Regions from separate parts of the Mus musculus genome. Here regions 2, 3, 4, 5, 6 and 7 are each linked to region 1. Evidence: chromatin contacts called from public HiChIP or PLAC-seq and promoter capture Hi-C data. All regions are on one chromosome and are shown on one strand. The core of a region is the stretch at or near the end of the contact, and the rest is flanking DNA. Distances in the headings are between cores, read along the strand shown.

Region 1 (2,560 bases), core at 28-2,527:
GAAAAGTTCTAGGAAAATTCTAAATTCTCTTATTGGTATTCTCATAGCACTTAGTTCACTTCTCTAAGCTGACACTTAAACTCATCCATATTTTTCTTCATGTTTTTCTTCTGCACCAGCCTCTGGAGAATAAGGGATTGATTGTTCATACTTGTATTCTCTGTGCCAGGCATACCTAATTACCTAAGTGATTCCCAGGGTAATGGGAAAACACACAAACGGCATATGGAGGATTTGGTACAGGCTCTACTTCTGCGTAACTTAGACTTTTGACGATTGTTGAGCACCTGCACACAGCACACACCACGGTGTGTGGTCTTTGCCATTCTCATAACCATTTAACCATTCACACAGAGAAAACACCTAGGCATCACTGTTTCATTGGTTCCTTTTATGCGTAGGCAACATTTATATATTTTGTGAGGTTTTAGAAGCTTCCTTTCTGACACTTGCTTCTCGACAGTTTCTTAAACTGAAAACAGCCATTCATTAAGTTATTGTGCATGCGCTAGACTAAACGCTAGGGATAACACTTTCTGCATGATAGGGGTGGGACAGGAGAAGAATGCTGTAATCTGTAAAGTTCGTCTGCTTCTGGGAGTAAGGCCAGCATTAATACAACGCACGATTGTTATTTCTGAATGTCCCTTTGCAAAGAACAGAGTTTCTCAAACTTTCTTTGACCAGACCTAACATAAAGAAATACATTTTTTTATCGCCATCCTTGTACATATCTACCAAAAAAGAGTAATTGTTTCTTAAAACTCCTTTTTGTCACGCACTCTGAGCTTTTTCCCACTACATTATTTTTATAAAAAAATTAACAGAGTGGTGGACCCGTCCTCCCAAACCGATTTTACAGAACTAGAGACCTAATCCACGGCGACTTGAAATAAGATTATCTGATTGTAGTCTTTCTTTTCCAGGTCTCCCTTCACTCCTTAAGTTGCAAATATTGACCTTTTTAGTGATGGGGCCGTTCCCCTCCTCCCCCGGCTTCTTTAAGAGGGTGGTACCGACCCATCCAGGGGGTGGCGGAGGGGCAGGGCCCACGGAGTCCGTGGCGCAGGCCCGGCCCGCTCTTCCAGTTCTTGTGAAAGAAAGCTAGGGTGTGTGCAAGCAGAGATCGCAAGGCCGAAGCGTGGGCTGCTGGAGACCGGCGCGGAGGACTAGCGTTGTCTGCCCGCCGCGTTTCCGGCCGAGTCCGCGGGGGTCCGCGCGTGCGCAGAGCGTCCCCCCGGGGAACGACCCTTTCGATCGCCCCGCGCCCGCGCGCGCGCCCGGGAAGCCAAAGTCCACGGTGGGCTCGGCGCGGCGGCGCGCGCCAGGGGGCGTTCCCGCGCGGCCGGCCCCGCCCTCTCTCGGCGCCGAGCTATCCTCCCAGTTTCCCCCGCGGTTCCTGCACTGAGGTTGTCGCCGGCGCGTCCCCTATCCCGCGGCTCGCTCGCCCTGCCGGTGCCATGGCGGCCTTCAGCAAGTACTTGACGGCACGGAACACCTCGCTGGCGGGGGCCGCGTTCCTGCTGCTCTGCCTACTCCATAAGCGGCGTCGCGCCCTCGGCCTGCACGGGTGAGGCTCGCGGCCGCGCCGCCTTCCCCGGGCCCGAGCGGGGAGCTCCGGGCGCGCGCCTTGCCCTTCTCTCCCAGGTCCCGAGCTGCGCGGGTGCCCGCGGAACCGGGCCAGCGGTCCCGGAGCCCTGCGGCCCTCAGCCTGGCGGCCGCCGCGCAATCTCAACACCACGGGAGGGAGGAGGACACGCCGCGTCCCTGCGCCCCCGCGCCCCCTCACCATCTCCCCGTGCATGTCAACTTTATGGGTGCATTCTGGTTTTGCCATCTCATCGCCACTGAACGCTAAGGTTTGCGTTCGTTCGGGATGGGCATTTTACTCGCCAGCTCGACTCCGGAGTAGTGGCGGTGGATAGTAGCCAGGGGCGTTCCTGGGGTTTTCTGGGTCCAGTGGGCACGATTTTCTTCTAAAGCGGTGCCCTCTTTTTCCGGAATTGGTCAGTGAATGCCCTCATTTGGAAAGGTTGAATTGGCTCAGCGGTGTGTGGAGGACAAAGTTTCCTCCGTCGACTTTATAGGTGAAAGGTGAAAGTGTGTTTTAGGTGAAGATCACTTGTTAATTACACCATACAGCTACCTGCCTGGAGAGAATGTTAAAGTTTACTTTGAACTTTTGGGAGATTAGGAAAGAAGGGAGAATTGAGTTCTGGGGGTGGGATTACAGGCACAATTTTAACTTCTTGTCGCCCATTTGATTTCAGCGAGCGACAAAGAAAAGGTTACTTCCTAACTAAGCATTCTTACTAGTGTTTGGATATTTAGTGTCCAATCTTAGAATAATGCTTTCATGCATTTTATTTCATCAACCCTCTGGGTAGGTACTATTTATTGTCTCCTGCTTTTGGTTTGCTCGGACTATCTTATTATTAGAATTTGGCCTAAAATACTAGCAGAGAGCTCCATGTATCCTTTCATGAAGTATTTTCTGTCTTATCTACTTTGACTTGCTCATTGGCTGCAGCATTGGCCCTTCTCTTCCTAAATCAGCTTT
Region 2 (2,560 bases), core at 43-2,542, 500 kb after region 1:
GTATACACCACTCAGGTTCTTTGTTTTTCAACTCACTTTATAGTTATATACTGATGGTCAAAAGCCCACAGATCTCTCAATCTCCCCACCTCCCCCTCCCCCTCTCTCCCCACTCCCCTCTCAGAACTCTGCTCTCCTGTATCTTTGTCCTGTGTTAGTTCTGCCCTATTGGTTGAATTCACCAGTCCCATCGACCACTGTCAGCAGTGACAGGCTCCACCCTCAGACCTCCAAGGCTTTGGGTGGAAATGCAGAATAAGAACACAGGACATAGGATCTTGAAATCTTCAGATTTTGTTGACTTTCAGGCCCCAGCTTCTTCAAGAAAGTCCTGCGATTTTGGTGTTGCTCCAGCCTGGCAGCCAGTGGCTGTGAGGATCTGAGAAAGGGGTCTCTTAGGTGTCTCATTTCTCTTTGTATAGTTCGCTGTGTACACTCCTGTGATGGTTTGTATACACTTGGCTCAGGGAGTAGCACTATTAGATGGTGTAGCCCTGTTGGAGTAGGTGTGACCTTGTTGGAGTAGGTGTGTCACTGTGGGCATGGGCTTAGGACCCTCACCCTAGCTGCCTGGAAGTCAGCTAGCAGCCTTCAGATAAAGATGTAGAACTCTCAGCATCTCTTGCATCATGCCTGTCTGGATGCTGCCATGCTTCTGCCTTGATGAATGAGCTGAACTCTGAACCTTTAAGCCAGCTCCAATTACATGTTGTTCTTCTAAGAGTTGCTTTGGTCATGGTGTCTGTTCACAGCAGTAAAACCCTAACTAAGACAAATCCCGAATATGGAAATGCTATGAAATATAATCCGCCCACTTTTACACTGTCAGCCAAGGAAATGAGGCTTGTTCTCTCTCTACCACACAGGAACAAAAAGCATACATCAGCAAAACACTGTGTTTGAGCCTCCTAACTGAAGGGCAGGACTCTCCAGAGGACCCACCCCCCCATCCCCCATCCCTGCATGGTTCTCTACCCATCTCAACCAACGTACGATCAAATGTGAGTGGTGTGATGGTAGGAGATGCTGAGGTGTAAAACCTTCAAGTGGAGAAGTGCATTTTTTGTTCTTTCAGGTTTCTAGTTTGCCTGAAATGACGTGAAATCCAGAGTCGAACACTGGTGGTAATGACAACTTTGAACAGTCACAGTATGTTCCAGAACTGCATCACTGCCAAGACCCACAAACAGATCTGGCTTCAGATTTGTGAAAACTAAATAGAAGCTTACAGTGATTTAGATGGAAAATAATTCCACCAAAGAATCCAGATGGTATCATAAACCACAAGAGAGCAGACGGAGTGGCTATGAGGTCACTTCTTCTTGTTACCACACACCGAAACGTACAACACACTTACTATTAAATGGATGCCGCACTGGGGCAAAACCCTAGAGACAAGATGAACACTGAAGTAACCAAATTTCACTCAACTAAGCTTTCACCTTTCTTTCATAATATTTAAAAGCAATGTCCTCTTTCTTCCTATATATAGGTGCATGTGTATATAAATAGACATGATGGTTGAATGGATCATTTGAAAGTTAAGACATCCACAATTTACCACAAGACAATTTTCATATACTTGCCCTTCAAATGCTTGTTTATCTCATGGGAGCTGACGTGTCAAGGAGTGACATGAACGAGCGAGCTGTGGTAGAGTGAGCCTGCTGCCACCCAGCTGCCCCCTCTAGCAAACCAGCCTGTGGAGACCTTCATCTCCCATTGTGAAGCAAGAGCACAGGACTCTCCTCAGGGATCTTTAGCTTGTTTCAATGACCTCTCGACTCAGGTGTGAGGACTCTTGGCTTACATGTGTAGCCCTTGCTATGCAGCCAAGACCAGCCTTGAACTTGAAGTGATTTTCCTGCTCAGGCATCCCACACACCAGGATTATAGGCTCCACCACAGGCAATTATCCAGCCTGACATGTTAGGACTCCAGCTTCCCTTGAGAAGACCCTTCCTGGCCATGGAGAAAATTTTTCCAGAGATTATTATTGAATTATGACCCAAAGACTCTAAGCCATCTACAGTGAACTGTCATGTTCTTCCTGCAACTTTTTGGCTCCTTCTTTTGACAATATCAGTCTTCCTTTGGCTAAGTCATCCTTCCGGCTGGTTTTGGTGGCATTCACTCCATCTCATTTATCCCCAACCAATGCCCCAAATAGGCTTGGAATAGCTTCAGCTTTGCAGAGTATATATTCCTAATGGATGTTGGATGGTTTAAGCAATCATTCGGAAATCAAAAATGACCATAATTTTCCTATATAAGAAAGTGGCCACTCCTGACTCCTAAGATTGGCTAAAGTAGATGAGCGCACACATAACTCAGTAGAGACCACGAGGCTGATGTTTGCCATGGCTTCTGGGAAACCTCCTTTCTGTCTGTAAGTTGTAAGAGACCTAGCCTTTCCTCACACAACCAGTACAAACTGTGAAGCCTGGGGTTCGCTCCCTTAACAGCAGGGCTTAAGGCAGCACCATGAGGAGCCATGTGCAACTGTAGGAGACAGGGCCAGGAGACGTCCCTGGGCAGCTGCACTGAGTCGGGCCAGAGG
Region 3 (2,560 bases), core at 44-2,543, 440 kb after region 1:
ACAACATCATTACATAAAACAGCCCCAAACCAGGAATTACTGAAATGTCCGTCAACTATTAAATGGGTAAATGAAATGTGCCAGGTAGAGACAGACAATGGAATATTATTCAATCGATAAAAGGAATGGAATAGGGACTAGGGAGATGGCTCAGTCAAATGTGCTTGTCATGTAAGGATGAAGGCCAGAGGTCAGGCTCCCAGCGCCCATGTGATAAATCAGGCATAGCAGCATGTTCCTGCAGTACAGTTCAGGGTTAGGGGCAGCAGAGAGATGCTGATCAACAGAACTTGCTGGCCAGCCAGTCTATCTCTACCAGTAAACTCAAATTCAGTGAAAAAAACCACATCTCAAAGAATAAGATGGAGGGTGACTGAGAAGGACATTGTACTTCAGTATGTATAGTTACATGCACTCATGAGTGTGTACATACCCTATACCACACACATACACACCATACACTACCACACACACACACGCACACATGCACTGTATTCTATCAGTGAAACTTGAAAATACTATGTTAAGTGAAAGAAGCTAGTAACAAAAGACAAATAAATCCTTCTTATAAATGACCAATCCACAGAGAGAAATTGGGCCAGCAGAATCCGAGGGCAGTGGAAGGTGACATGGAAGAGTTACTTCTAACACATGTGAGTTATGTGTGTCTGGAATTCGTAATCATGGTCATACAACTGTGAATGTACTAAAACCCACTGAACTACACATGGGTGGATTTTATGTGAATTATATCCCAGTGGAAACCACTATGGCCAGCATGGAATAACTTGCTCCTTCAAGCTCAGTAAAGTGGTCTCATTTTTAATCACACCAGCATGGCCTCTCCTGCCCCCTGGGCCAGTGTGACGGAAATGTACTAGACTTTTTTTTCTTTTTTTTCCAGACAAGGTCTCACTATGTAGGCCTGGCTCTCCTGGAACTCCCTATGTAGAACAAAGAGACTGGCCTCAAACTCGCAGAGATCCCATGCCTCTGCCTCTCAAGTGCTGGGGTCAAAGGCATGCACCATGTCTGGCATTATAGTTTTCAAATTGGTCTTTTACGCCTCAGCTTCTCTCTTCCCTCTGAACTGTCTTTTCCTGAATTTGAGGTCCTTAGCTACTTGGAACACACCTGAAGTGACATTTGCACTCAGAGTCCTGATATGATCACTCTCTGGAAGAGTGAACCCAGCCACACTGCAGAGGAACTCAAGGCTCACGGATGGGCAGGCTGTGCGTAGACACCGTGTTGACAGATCTTAGTACAAACTTGAGTCATGGTGCTTCAGGCCTTGGATCTTCGAGCTGAGCCTGTTGAGTCACTCCTAGCCCTTTTAGTGTCCTCCACCCCCCTGTCTCCCCACTGAAGCTCAGACACCATGAAGCTGAAGAAGCCTTTCCTTCTAGACCCTGTGAAGTGCTGACCCACAGAGTCTGTGGGCTTCATTAAATGATGCTTGTTTCCCACCGCTAATTTGTAAATTGATGCAGAGCAACAGGTAATTAGGGCCGGAAATACAGCTAAGTCTAATGTGTGCATGGTTTCCAGCCTGGCACTGCAAATAAAATGAAAAGCTAACTGGAAAAATAACTTTCAGAAGAAGCCAGTTTCTCCAAGTTCGGTTACTTTGGCTTACTATTAAAAGAGGAAGCAATCTCTTGCCCCCAAGGCGAATGGAAGATGTGCTCCTACATCAGGAGAGGAACAGGATTTTTCTCTTCCCCTCCTTGGGTTGGCCTCATGTCACAGTGAAAGAGAAACCAGTGGATGCTTGGAAATCTTTTAACCATATGCAGATGAATAAGCAAATGGCTGGACTCGAATCCTAATCTCTTTTCCTTTCCTGTGGAGCTGAGATTTTTGTTTCCACTCTTAAACTGGAGCCTTTGAAACAGAAGTCATGTGTCTCTTAACATGACGATTAGCAGCAAGAATGTGAAAAAGGAGATAGCCAGGAAGTGTGAAGCCTTAATTAACACCCAAGTCATTTGCCTGAAAGCAAGAACAATGTTTTTGGCAGGGAAGTATGAAATCAGCTTTTCTGTCTATTTGGAACTCTCAAAGCCCACCCCCCACCTTAGTCTTTTAAAATATTGATTTCACGTTTAATGACTTTATAAAAAGAACTTTAAAAAAGTTTTCAGCCTGGCTCCCGTGACTGAGACATGGTCATCTTCTGTAAGAATTTGGGGGGGGGGGCTCGCCCCATTTCAGGGCCCCATGTGGCTGCAGACCCTCTGGAGATACAAATACTGGCTAGAATAAAACTGAAGAAAAGCCAAGCAACAGCAGGAGGGATGGAAGAGGCTGGAACGGCAGGCTCTTGTCTCTTCTCAAAAAGAGGGGGTGTGGGGGGAGATGGCTTCGTTCTTCGTTCAAGAGAAGGGAAGGGAAAGAAGACAGTTTATGGAAATACTATACACAGAGCTGTCCGGGAGACGTCGACAAATCAAAAGCCCAAACCAGTCCTTATCCGGTCCCAACCTAGTAGGCAGATTAAAAGAGGCTCAGTTCTCAAACTGATTTTTCCTGAATTATCTGGGCCTAAGATCATGCA
Region 4 (2,560 bases), core at 42-2,541, 390 kb after region 1:
AGTTAATGGGAATTAAACCACAGCAGCCCTCCTTTGTGGCGCTTTGGCCGGAACAGCAAAAGGGAGACAATGAGCGGTCTGTGCGCAGTTCCACGCCGATTGGCTGGTCACCCCCACTCCCCGAAACCCCTGATGTCATGGACTTGGAATGCAGGCAGGGAGGAAGGAAAGAGAGGATTTGGGGAGGGGGGCGCCTCTCATCTCTTTTCCAGGCCAAAAGTCTGAAAGATAAACCCTGGTGCATTCTTGAGATGAGTACACAGCAAAGCAACGCAGCCAGATTCCAATCACTCCAAAATTGCAACCCGCCACAGCAAATAAACCTCGAACAAAAGCGACCCTGCCGAGATATCGTGACAATTCAACGCGCTGCAAACTTCTCAGGATTGCATTTCTAAGTCTCTCATCTACAGCTGATCCGGCTCGCAGGCTGCGCGTTCAGGCTTTGTCTGGGCTTCCCGCACCAGCGGCGATTGCATCAAGGCACCACCGACGGGCTCCCTTTCCGCCCGCGGGTCCCAGGGGTCGGCGGGACACTCTCCCATGGAGGAGGAGGAGGAAAGGAACAATGAGGGGCCCGGGTTGGCCACGTAACCGCCCAACTTCGCTTGTGGGAGGAGGGGGCCAGGATGGAATGGGAGGAGACGCAGGGTCCCGCGGCAGCCCCAGCCCAGGCGGATGGCGGGGGCGGCAACTCCCGGAGACCCAGCCGTAAGGCAGGGCCCCGCCTAAGGGCCACAGGCCACTCAGGAGCGCCCCCTTCCCGGAGGGGCGCACCCTACAGCCTTGGAGCGGGCCCTGCGGCGCTGCGGGACTCCAGGCGTCCGGGAACCCCCACCGCCCGCCGGGGCCGCGGCGCGGGAACAAAGCCAGCACCAACGCGTGCGAGCCAGGCTCCGCGAGCCGAGGAGCATCTCTCTCTCCCGCAGCCTCGACGTCTCTCCGCGGCGGCTCCCAGCGCCCCCACCGCCGCGGCAAACCCCCAGCCCGCCCGCGCGCGTACCTTGTTCTTAACTTCGGCGGAGAGCCCGTAGGAAGGGCCCTTGTTGAAGTGGGTCATGGCTGTTTGGACGACTGGAAGAGTTCTAGCGGTCAGTCACCCTCGGTGTCCCTGCTCTTAGCCCCAGCGGCGGCCGCGCGGGTGATGCACGAGCTCGCTCCCCTGCGCGGCGCCGGAGAAGCCCGAACGCCGCAGACGGACGCGGATGATGCTTCGAGGTTCGCTAGGACTCGAGTCCCGCGGAGGCTCCGGGTCGCTCTGGACTGGGACCGGCTGCCCTGCTCGCTGCCCGCTCCGCGGCTCCGCACGCTCTGCCCCCAGCCTGGTCTCCCCCCACCCACCCCCGGGCCTCCAGGGATTGGCCGGCGAGCCCGACCAATGAGCGCCGCCTCCTCCCCCCTCGCCTGCTCCAAGGCTTCCCGGCCAATGGCAGCGCGGCGGGCGCGGCGCTCCCTCCCGCGGGGTCCCAGCCCCCGGCCCCGCCCTCACGCCACCTAGGACCTCGGCGCCCCTCCTCCCCGCTGGTCAGCGGGCTGCGACCGCCCCGCCCCGGCGCCTAGGGGCTTCTCAGCCGCCTTGGTTCTCATCAACTCCCAGGCATCTGTGGCGCTCCGACGGTGGAGGGGGACAGGAAGCTCCCCGAGCTGGCCCGCCGCTGACCGGCCACTCCATCCGTCTCCTCCCGGGCTACAGCGCGCCCAGATGTTGCGCTGGAAACCCGGGGAGCAGCCTTCGAATCCACGTGCCAGGCCGGGGGCGGGGGGGGGAGGCCTGCGTGGACATCTGCCAAGTCTCCCTCCCCACGCAGCTGCCGCACCTGTGGGGCTGACCTCTGCCTCGGTCAACGCTCTTTGCCAAAGTCCTGCTCATCCTGTCTAAACTTTGAATGCAGAGCGAAAGAAATTGGGAAAGTGTTGTGGCACAGCCAGGTTTTGGGGGGAGGGGGTACAGCTTTTTGGGTCCTTTTCTGGAGTCCCACCAGTTGCCCTTGGCAAGCACCTTCACCGGGGGTTCAGCCAGCCCAAAAGGCTAGGTAGTTTATTTGTTTTTAATTAGAGGACTGCCTTGACTGAGAAGTCTACCTGCTTTGGTTTGTTTTTTAATCTCTTTGAATCAGCACTCTGTATTCTTTTCCGTCCCCTTTCCTTTCTTCTGATCTCAAAGGCAAACTGATAGAGGAAAGGTGAGAACAGAGAGCACGCTGTCCCCTGCCTGTGTTCCTGGCACTACACTGGGCTATATGTCTTTGAAAGATTAGCTCATTCACTTTCCCAAAACTTACTCGGTAGACTTCAGATCCGTTTTAGTGGCTTGAAGGCTGCAACTCAGAGATTCCTAATAATGACAGCTATCACTGCCTCCAGAGTGTCACCGCTTGCCTTGGTGTCTTGGGGCACATCTAGGACAGGTTTTAGTCCTCTGGGTGTCAGTATGTTGGTTTATGTTTCCCAAATACAGCTGACATTCCAGAAGAGACTACAGGACCAGGGTCAGCCACTTGCATGGAAAAGAGAAGCCCAAATAGCCCAAGTTGAACCTTTCTGGGATAGAAATAAGGGA
Region 5 (2,560 bases), core at 19-2,518, 380 kb before region 1:
CACAGCAGAGAGTGGTGTTTGGAGGAAAAATATTTCAGAATTGTGATGCAAGCACATTGCCAGTAAAGGGGTGAGGTGTGTGGCAACATTATCAACAGAGAGGAAAACCTTGAAAGATGTTTCCCTAAGCAATGCTTCTCTGCTTCACTGGCACGGCACTTCCAGAGAGCATCTTGGGAGGAGAGCCCGTCAGGATGCTCCTGCTGCATCTATTGACGCTCCCCAATTAGAGCGTCAGGCAAGGCCTTCAGGAGAGATTCCAGCAGAAGGCATTGCTGTCCTAGGAGGTGACAGCTCCCTGTGAGTTATTACCCAGAAGTCTCTCTGGTGAGAAGAACTGTGGAGGTCAAGAACTCTGGAAGTCTACCCCCGTGGAGCTCCAGGCTTGTATTTTGATTTTTGAACAAAAAATTTTTAAAAGTAAAATAGTGAAAGAATAAAAAGTTTAGTTGGCTATGGTAGTTTATGCCAGTAATCCCAGCAACCGGGGGGGACAGAAACAGAAGGATCAGGAGTTCAAGAGTATTAGTGACTTCATATTGAGTCTGAGGCTATCCTGGACTACAGGAGAGCCTGGTTCCGTTTTTTTTTTTTTTTTTTTTTTTTTTTTTTTTTTAAGTAGGAAAATAAAAGCTTATAGAATAAGGGTGTAAAGAAACTATTTTTGTGCAACTCTATGCATTTGTAGTTTTATCAGTGTTTTTAAAAGTTGACGGTTTAGGGCTGGAGAGATGGCTCAGTGGTTAAGAGCACTGACTGTTCTTCCAGAGGTCCTGAGTTCAATTCCTAGAAACCACATGGAGGCCCACAATCATCTGTGATGGGATCTGATGCCCTCTTCTGGTGTGTCTGAAGACAGCTACAGTGTACTCATGTGCCTAAAATAAGTAAAACTTTAAAAAAAAAAAAGAGTTGAAGGCTTAAAAAGAGGTTTTAGTGGGAAAAAGCTACTGTATGATAAGATGGATTTATTATTAAAGAATAAATAATAAATAAACAAATATATAGATAAGAAAGAAAGATGAGTGTGCCCTACATGTGTGGTGTCTGTAGAGCCTACAGGAGCGCAGAAGTCCTGAACCCCCAGTTCACTCACCCACCCACTCATCTCTCTCTGACACTTCATGTTTGGCAGCCTCTCTTCCTGCTGAACTCCTTAAAGCTTCCGCCTGTGTTTTCCCAGTGTCCTTTCTGTTTATGCAAACACACCTCACCCCGGTCTTACATTTACCTGCAGTATTGATGCAGTAACGTGCTGTACCTAGGAAAAACTAGGCCAGTCCAAGCAGTCTAGGCCCTTTATAGGCTACCCTAGTAGGTTTATATAAGCATGCTCTATGAGAGTCATACAACAATATTGCCTACTGATGAATTTCTCAGAGTCTACCCCATTCACAACATAACAAAAATATTTCAGGGCAAGCACTGTGAGAGAAGAAACTGAGGAGTAGCATCGGAAACAGTGTGGAGGTAGGGCAGGGGACCCACGTTCTCTGCTAACCCAACATGCCTCATAGTGGCTGCAAAGGTGGATGTTTGATCAGATGGGTTAAATTTGTTTGCCCAGGAGTCCACATGGCTCCTGAGCAAAGTCCAGTGATAAAAATCACTTTTCCATAGTCCACTTATGGCAGTGGAGAACCTTCCTAATGCTGCGACCCTTTAATACAGTTCCTCATGTTGTGGGGACACGCAACCATAAAATTATTTCGTTGCTACTTCATAACTGTAATTTTGCTACTGTTATGAATTGCAATGTAAATATCTGATATGCAGGACATCTGATATGCAATCACCATGACAGGGTCATTTGACCCCCACAAAGAGGTCTTGACTCACAGGTTAGCAACCACTGCTTATAGCGTGCTTCTAAGACACAGAACCACATACAGAAAGAAAAGAAAAAACAAAATGGACTTAGTTGGGTGCACATAGATACCCACCCACACCCTCATAAATTTTCCAATTATGGGCTGGGCTGTGGGTCAGCAGCAAGGCAGCTGGCTATCACATCTATGTTCTGGTTTGGATTTCCAGGTCTGAGAAAGGAAAAAATGGGCTGGAGAGATGGCTCAGTGGTTAAGAGCACTGGCTGCTCTTCCAGAGGTCCTGAGTTCAATTCCCAGCACATGGTGGCTCACAATCATCTGCAATGTGATCTGACGCCCTCTTCTGGTGTGTCTGAAGACAGCTACAGTGTACTCATATACATAAAATAAATAAATCTTTTTTAAAAAGAGAGAGAGCGAAAGGGAAAAACAAAGCAAAACAAAACCTAACGTCATTGTTACCAAATACAGAAAGCTATCTATGAGATATCTATAAAAGATGCATTGTGCGTCTGAGCATTGTGTAATCAAGACCTGAAACCCACCACTGATGGTTGAATGATCGTTTATATGATGTCACTGGGTTTACTTGGATCATCATCCAGACAAAGACAACAAAGAGGCAGTCCAAGATGCAACACTTTAGATGGAGATTGGAAGGAGGCAGGAGAAGAGTTTTAGGAGTCGCTAGTCTACTGACTGAAAAAGGCTATTTGTATTTTAACACTTTC
Region 6 (2,560 bases), core at 24-2,523, 330 kb before region 1:
GAGAGAAGGCATACATTTGTCTCTAAATCCAGCTCATTTGGATTAATATGTTACTCTCTGGTTTCATGCCTTTTTCTGAAACGACAGGATTCGATCCTTCTCTGTGGTGGGTGCATAGAACCTCACCCATCACATCTCTGACAGGCACCTAGGTAGGTTCCTTAGCTTGGCTGTTGCAAACAGTGCTGCAGTAAACTTGGATGTGCGAGTATCTACTGTATGTTAACATATGTTCCTTTGGAAATATGTCAGGAGTGGTATAGACCAAACCTGCTCTACTCTTAGCTTTTGGAAAGAATCTCTGCACTGATTTCCGTAGTGGCTCGATGGATATCCCCACCGATGGTGTATAAGGGTTCCTTCTCCCTCTGTATACTCATCAGCAGTTGTAGTCATCTGTCTTCCTCATGACAGCCACTGGCTGCGAGGAGATGGGGTTTAGTGTAGTTATATATATATTTTTTGGGGGGGGGTCATTTTTCTATTTCTTTAAAAAAATACATTATATTTATTTATTTATCCTGGATCATTTTTCTATTTCTTTAAAAAAATACATTATATTTATTTATTTATCCTGGTGGGGGCATACATATATGTGGAGGTCACGAGACACCTGGCAAGAGTCAGGTTTTTGTTTCGTTTTTCTTTTTTTCCTTTTTACAATCAGCTCTTGGTTTTACAATCTGAATCCAGAGGATTGAACTCGGGTCATCAGGCTTGGTAGCAAGGGCCTTAACCTTCTGAGCTATCACATCCCCGTTTTCCAGTTCCCGTGAAGAACGTCATCTGCAGCATGCTGATGGAAATCACCGGTGTTGAGGTAGCCTCCCTAGCACAGCTGTAGCCATTTGCTCCATATCTAGCAGCTACTTCCTATTGTTACTGTAATATGCCCGCCAGTCATGGTCACAGAAAAAGAACTGGACTCAGAGCAGGGGCATGCAGATCACCTACCCTGTTGCAGACCACCTACCCTGTTAGGTTCCGATTATTCTGCGGTTTGTTAATCTTAAGAAATTCCCCATCTGCAGCCGTCACTCATGACCAAGCAAGATAGGGGTTGGCTTGAACTGTTCTGTCTAAATTACTAAGGAAACATGAGAAAAGACCAACCGGTCTACAGCTCCCCCACATCTGCATATGAACTCATTATGGGTTTTGCAGTTTTAGCCTTTATAAGTTGGCCCCGAGAAATGTCCAGCGCACAGCTAGCTTTCAGCTCTAGAGTCTGAGCTGTTCCCTTGGTCACTCAGTCTTTGGATATACGTTCAGTAAACCATCCCTGCTTGACTGAGATTAGTGTTCTTGTGGTTTGCAGGGTGACTTCTGAACCCCAACAATTGGCATGTTGACAGGAGTAATTGTCATGTTGATGGAGGTCATTGTCATGTTGATGGGGATCATTGTCATGATGATAGGGGTCATTGTTATGTTGATGGGGCCCATTGGCATGTTGATGGAGTCATTGTCATGCTGATGGAAGTCATTGTCATGTTGATGGAGATTGTGTTGAATCTGTAGATTGCTTTGAGTGATATCAGTATTTTTCTTGATGTCAATTCTGTTGATCTAAATTCACATTTTGAGATAGTCTTACTATATTGCTCAAGCTAGCCTTGCACTCCTGTACTCAAGTGACTCTCTTGTTTCAGTCTCCCAGTCACTGGAACTAGAAATAAAGGCCACTGTATCCAGATTTAAGCCCATGTTTGCTTGCTTGCTTGGTTTTGTTTTGTTTTTTGTTTTGTTTTTTTGAGACAAGGTTTCTTTGTGTGACAGTCCTGGCTGTCCTGGAACCCACCCCATAGACCAGGCCTCAAACTCACAGAGATCTGCCTGCCTCTGCCTCTTCAGTACTGGGATTAAAGGCATGTGCCACAACAGCCCAGGCTAAGCTGGTTTTTAATTCTTTCCCATTTCTATTCCAAGATGGTGTCTGGACCTTTATCCTGGTGTAACTCCATCTTCTTCATCATTTCCCTTAAAGTCTTGTCCTGTCTATGTCAAACTCTACATGCTTCAGGCTACCTCCAAGTCTCTTTGCTGGCTTTTCTTAAGGTACTCTTCCCTTTTATAAACACCTAGCTAATTCCTGCTCATTTTCCCTGGGTTAGCCCTTTTTGATGTCTTCCTTGACTTTACTGTGGGCCTAACTTGTGATTTCTCTTTTGTGTCTTCTCTGCCCTTTGCAGATAGTTTAGGCACTATCCAATACCACCACTCCTTTCTGTGTCTCTTAGTCCCATGCCTGGCTTAGACAGCCCAACTCTCTTCTGTCTCAACTCTTGTCTGTCTCTCTCTCTCTCTCTCTCTCTCTCTCTCTCTCTCTCTCTTTCTCTCTTTTTTGAGGGGGTATCAAGGCAGGGTTTCTCTATGTTCCTGGAATTCACTTTGTAGAGCAGGCTGGTCTTGAACTCACAGAAATTTGCCTGCCTCTGTCTCCCAGGTGCTAGGACTAAAGGTATGTGCCACCACCACCTGTCAACTCTTGTCATTCTTAACTTGGGTCTCCACCTTTGGGGTTACCTTCTTTCACATAAAGATGAGAAAGTGAGTGTGT
Region 7 (2,560 bases), core at 39-2,538, 310 kb after region 1:
TGGTCATGGCTTTCCATAATCCAGAGTGTTTGCAGCATCAGTGGGACTCTGATAACCTGATCCTCATGGGCCGTGTAAAGGACCCACCTCTGTGAGTATGAAGCCAACCTCCAGCCCCTGGCCCCAGGGGCTGTCACCAGCAGACCTTATGTGAACACTTTAAAGTTTCGAGTAAATGCTGCTCCATCATTCTATTTGGTGCCACCCCTTCCTGATCACGCTCAGACTCATCCTGTTGGCTAGGTCCCTGTGTCTGCCCAAGACCAGTAAGTAGCTACCCCAGGCTGGACAGAGCCTCTGCAGGCTAACCTGGCTTGGCACAGATCACCTAGAGATAAGTGCCAGGCTACCAAGCTTTTGAGGCTATAGGATCCACTGTTTGGGCACTGTTACTGGGTCAACTATAAGTGGCTGGACTTACAGTGGTTGTATTTGTGTGTGTGTGTGTGTGTGTGTGTGTGTGTGTGTGTGTGTGTGTGTGTGTAGAAGAGGTAATCTCAGGACATATGCCATGCCTGCTGTTGCTTTATTTTCTAGTCGTCTGCGGTGTCTTATGGTGGCTGTATTATGACTACACCAACGACCTCAGTACAGAACTGGACACAGAAAAGGAGAATATGAATTGTATGCTAGCCTTTGCCATCATCTCTACAGTCGTGACAGTAAGCGTTCCAAAGCAACCCTAGGGAGGACTATTTCCCGAGAGAGCTGAGGTCAAAGGATTAGTGGTGGATAAGGAGAGAGTTAGGGGTTGGGGGGAGGGGGGTGACAGACACAAACCAAGAAGCTTGACCAGGAAGTGAATGGCAGAGAAGGCTAAGCAATTCGTGGGTGAAGGGCAGTGGATTCCTTAACCTGGAGACTTAAACTGTTTCTATGCAGAGAGGGGAAACCTAGTCGAGATGGCATAGCAAGTAGATTTTAGATGTACTCATTGTCCTTTTACGTCACGTTCTCTTATCTATTCGTAACCCATCTCTGAGTGTGTGATGCGGAGGAGGGAAAATACAAGATGTCTCTTTTACCCTTAAAGAGCCTCAGTCTCACCTTCTCCTACTCTTGGCTGGCTCTTTAGGAGGGTGTCAGGCCTCCTTCACTATGATGACTGTGGGATCTCACACAGGGACCCGATCATAGTTGGGGCTTAGTTCATGATTAGGAATGTAGCAGTTCAGGTGTAACAGAAGCAGTGACTATCCACAGGGAGGGCTACTTGATGAGACACTGGTTACAGGGTTGCTTTCCAGCCCCGCCCCTTTGCAGAGGGGTTCACTCTGACCTCTTTCTCACCAGGTCCTTCTCCTGGCCTTGATTTTTACCCTCAGGAAGAGGATAAAATTGACAGTTGAGCTTCTCCACGTCACAAACAAAGCCATCAGCAGCTGTCCTTTCCTGCTGTTCCAGCCACTGTGGACGTGTGCCATCCTCATTTTCTTCTGGGTCCTCTGGGTGGCTGTGCTGCTGAGCCTGGGCACTGCTGGTAAGTGGCACTATTTTAGGACTGTCAGCCGATTCCTGTGAGCACGTGACCTCTTGTGCAACCAGAGGCATCTGGAGGTGACGGTGAGGGAGCCAGGACATCTGTCTTGGGGGAACTCTTTTGTATTGGCTTTGGAGAAGCTGGGTTTCATGAGTAAATAAATTCAGTCAGGCTTGAACACTTAGGCAAAGCTGTAAAGCTGATAGGAAGACTTCTGTCAAATGTTGTCAAGTCTGGGGCTAGAGCATATAATTTAGTAGGTAGAGACCTTCCCTAGCAGGTATGAAAGCCTGGGACCAATCCCAGTGCCTTATCAACAGGGTGAAATGTCACATGCTTATAACCCTAGCATTCCTGAAGCAAAGGCAGGAAAATTAGAAAGTTTCAAGGTCATCCTTGACTACCTAGGAAGTTTGAGCCAGTCTTGGCTACATAAGACCCTGTCTCAAAACAAAGAAACAACAACAACAAGTCTTCAGGTTTAAACCTTTTCCAAGGTGATTTGCTAGCTCCTAGCATCACAGATGACAGAATCCAGGGAAGACTCTGCAAGGGAGGTATTTTCAGCTAAGCGAGTCAACAGTTAAAACAAGTATATGAGGAAGTTAGGATTGCTTTGACTTTGAAAAAGCAACAGTGTAGCCTCCGTTCTGCCTGCTGTATCCCATGGCTGCTTCTCCACCCTGGTCTTTCTCAGAATCCTTCCCTGCTTTCCCACACCAAGATGTGGACCAGGCATTCAGAGCTTCTGGCCTGATTTGATTTGGGGTAGGACAAAGTAGATGGGTGGGTAGATGGATGGATGAATGGGTGGATGGATGGATGGATGGACAGGTGGACAGATTGGGCATAGCTACAGAGACATGCATTTTGTCATGCTCCCCAATAGGATATTCACACTCTATGTCAGTGTCAAAGGGCCATCTGAAACCAAGCAGAGAGCTTATGTCCTGGCACGTCACTCTGCTGTTGCCTTCGATGATGATGAGGTTCTGCCTTGAAGAAGAAATGTAGCGGCCTGGGAGTCAGTGCAGTTTAAGGGGGTTGCCTTGCAACCACAAGGACCTGAGTTTGCTCACC

Evidence for each region. Promoter capture Hi-C pulls out the DNA fragments that hold promoters and counts their contacts. HiChIP or PLAC-seq counts read pairs in DNA pulled down with a chosen protein or histone mark.
Region 2: a contact with region 1 is called in a promoter capture Hi-C map of hippocampal neurons, with 2.7 times the contacts expected there. The contact joins the enhancer-like site here to the promoter of Abcd3 in region 1. A contact is called at or near these places in 17 of 39 promoter capture datasets (the 3T3-L1 cell line, the C10 cell line, the HPC-7 cell line and 11 more), 3 of 484 Hi-C or Micro-C datasets (CD4 T cells, double positive thymocytes and pro-B cells), 13 of 115 datasets of contacts at active chromatin or transcription factors (cardiomyocytes, differentiating embryonic stem cells, embryonic forebrain and 7 more) and 3 of 9 other capture datasets (adipose tissue, embryonic stem cells and liver).
Region 3: a contact with region 1 is called in an HNF4G HiChIP or PLAC-seq map of pancreatic cancer cells. The contact joins the enhancer-like site here to the promoter of Abcd3 in region 1. A contact is called at or near these places in 2 of 484 Hi-C or Micro-C datasets (CD8 T cells and nephron progenitors), 4 of 115 datasets of contacts at active chromatin or transcription factors (embryonic forebrain, embryonic stem cells, memory CD8 T cells and 1 more) and 2 of 9 other capture datasets (adipose tissue and liver).
Region 4: an H3K27ac HiChIP or PLAC-seq map of embryonic stem cells shows a contact between it and region 1, with 7 read pairs. The contact joins the promoter of Cnn3 here to the promoter of Abcd3 in region 1. A contact is called at or near these places in 8 of 39 promoter capture datasets (the 3T3-L1 cell line, the C10 cell line, the HPC-7 cell line and 5 more), 1 of 15 datasets of contacts at CTCF or cohesin (the NIH/3T3 cell line), 3 of 484 Hi-C or Micro-C datasets (embryonic stem cells and muscle stem cells) and 7 of 115 datasets of contacts at active chromatin or transcription factors (astrocytes, bone marrow-derived macrophages, differentiating embryonic stem cells and 3 more).
Region 5: a promoter capture Hi-C map of liver shows a contact between it and region 1, with 2.2 times the contacts expected there. The contact joins the enhancer-like site here to the promoter of Abcd3 in region 1. A contact is called at or near these places in 3 of 39 promoter capture datasets (the 3T3-L1 cell line and liver), 1 of 15 datasets of contacts at CTCF or cohesin (the NIH/3T3 cell line), 1 of 484 Hi-C or Micro-C datasets (liver), 7 of 115 datasets of contacts at active chromatin or transcription factors (the NIH/3T3 cell line, cardiomyocytes, embryonic stem cells and 2 more) and 1 of 9 other capture datasets (embryonic stem cells).
Region 6: a contact with region 1 is called in an H3K27ac HiChIP or PLAC-seq map of embryonic stem cells, with 4 times the contacts expected there. The contact joins the enhancer-like site here to the promoter of Abcd3 in region 1. A contact is called at or near these places in 9 of 39 promoter capture datasets (the 3T3-L1 cell line, the HPC-7 cell line, embryonic stem cells and 4 more), 1 of 15 datasets of contacts at CTCF or cohesin (the NIH/3T3 cell line), 3 of 484 Hi-C or Micro-C datasets (adipose-derived mesenchymal stem cells, bone marrow-derived macrophages and embryonic stem cells), 8 of 115 datasets of contacts at active chromatin or transcription factors (bone marrow-derived macrophages, embryonic stem cells, pancreatic cancer cells and 1 more) and 3 of 9 other capture datasets (adipose tissue, embryonic stem cells and liver).
Region 7: a contact with region 1 is called in an H3K4me3 HiChIP or PLAC-seq map of bone marrow-derived macrophages, with 6 times the contacts expected there. The contact joins the enhancer-like site here to the promoter of Abcd3 in region 1. A contact is called at or near these places in 8 of 39 promoter capture datasets (the C10 cell line, the HPC-7 cell line, the SN4741 cell line and 3 more), 1 of 15 datasets of contacts at CTCF or cohesin (the NIH/3T3 cell line), 1 of 484 Hi-C or Micro-C datasets (bone marrow-derived macrophages), 7 of 115 datasets of contacts at active chromatin or transcription factors (bone marrow-derived macrophages, embryonic basal ganglia, embryonic stem cells and 3 more) and 2 of 9 other capture datasets (adipose tissue and liver).

Annotation. Positions count from the first base shown.
Region 1 is chr3:121,814,019-121,816,578 of GRCm38.p6, reverse strand. Abcd3 (ATP-binding cassette, sub-family D (ALD), member 3) reads left to right here and starts at 1,277. Exons shown (of 23, transcript NM_008991.3): 1 at 1,277-1,570. The coding sequence starts at 1,461.
Region 2 is chr3:121,314,308-121,316,867 of GRCm38.p6, reverse strand. All of the region lies in intron 2 of Alg14 (asparagine-linked glycosylation 14), which reads right to left. Among named protein-coding and RNA genes, the nearest start is that of Alg14, 24 kb to the right of the region's middle. Within about 2 kb of position 1,292, at least 11 of the 459 cell types and tissues checked have an H3K27ac peak or open chromatin away from gene starts, as enhancers often do. A contact at or near this core is called in hippocampal neurons, where this site is marked.
Region 3 is chr3:121,370,789-121,373,348 of GRCm38.p6, reverse strand. All of the region lies in intron 1 of Gm33363 (a long non-coding RNA gene), which reads right to left. Among named protein-coding and RNA genes, the nearest start is that of Gm33363, 3.0 kb to the right of the region's middle. Within about 2 kb of position 1,293, at least 56 of the 459 cell types and tissues checked have an H3K27ac peak or open chromatin away from gene starts, as enhancers often do. A contact at or near this core is called in pancreatic cancer cells, where this site is marked.
Region 4 is chr3:121,425,272-121,427,831 of GRCm38.p6, reverse strand. It overlaps Cnn3 (calponin 3, acidic), which reads right to left and starts at 1,291. Exons shown (of 7, transcript NM_028044.2): 1 at 1,004-1,291. The coding sequence starts at 1,060.
Region 5 is chr3:122,193,144-122,195,703 of GRCm38.p6, reverse strand. No RefSeq gene overlaps it. Among named protein-coding and RNA genes, the nearest start is that of Gm40137, 17 kb to the left of the region's middle. Within about 2 kb of position 1,268, at least 6 of the 459 cell types and tissues checked have an H3K27ac peak or open chromatin away from gene starts, as enhancers often do. A contact at or near this core is called in hepatocytes and liver, where this site is marked.
Region 6 is chr3:122,144,439-122,146,998 of GRCm38.p6, reverse strand. The region is part of intron 32 of Abca4 (ATP-binding cassette, sub-family A (ABC1), member 4); the gene reads right to left. Among named protein-coding and RNA genes, the nearest start is that of Gm40138, 19 kb to the right of the region's middle. Within about 2 kb of position 1,273, at least 6 of the 459 cell types and tissues checked have an H3K27ac peak or open chromatin away from gene starts, as enhancers often do. A contact at or near this core is called in embryonic stem cells, where this site is marked.
Region 7 is chr3:121,508,294-121,510,853 of GRCm38.p6, reverse strand. Slc44a3 (solute carrier family 44, member 3) reads left to right here. Exons shown (of 15, transcript NM_145394.3): 8 at 538-662; 9 at 1,294-1,480. Among named protein-coding and RNA genes, the nearest start is that of Gm38684, 22 kb to the left of the region's middle. Within about 2 kb of position 1,288, at least 21 of the 459 cell types and tissues checked have an H3K27ac peak or open chromatin away from gene starts, as enhancers often do. A contact at or near this core is called in bone marrow-derived macrophages and hematopoietic stem and progenitor cells, where this site is marked.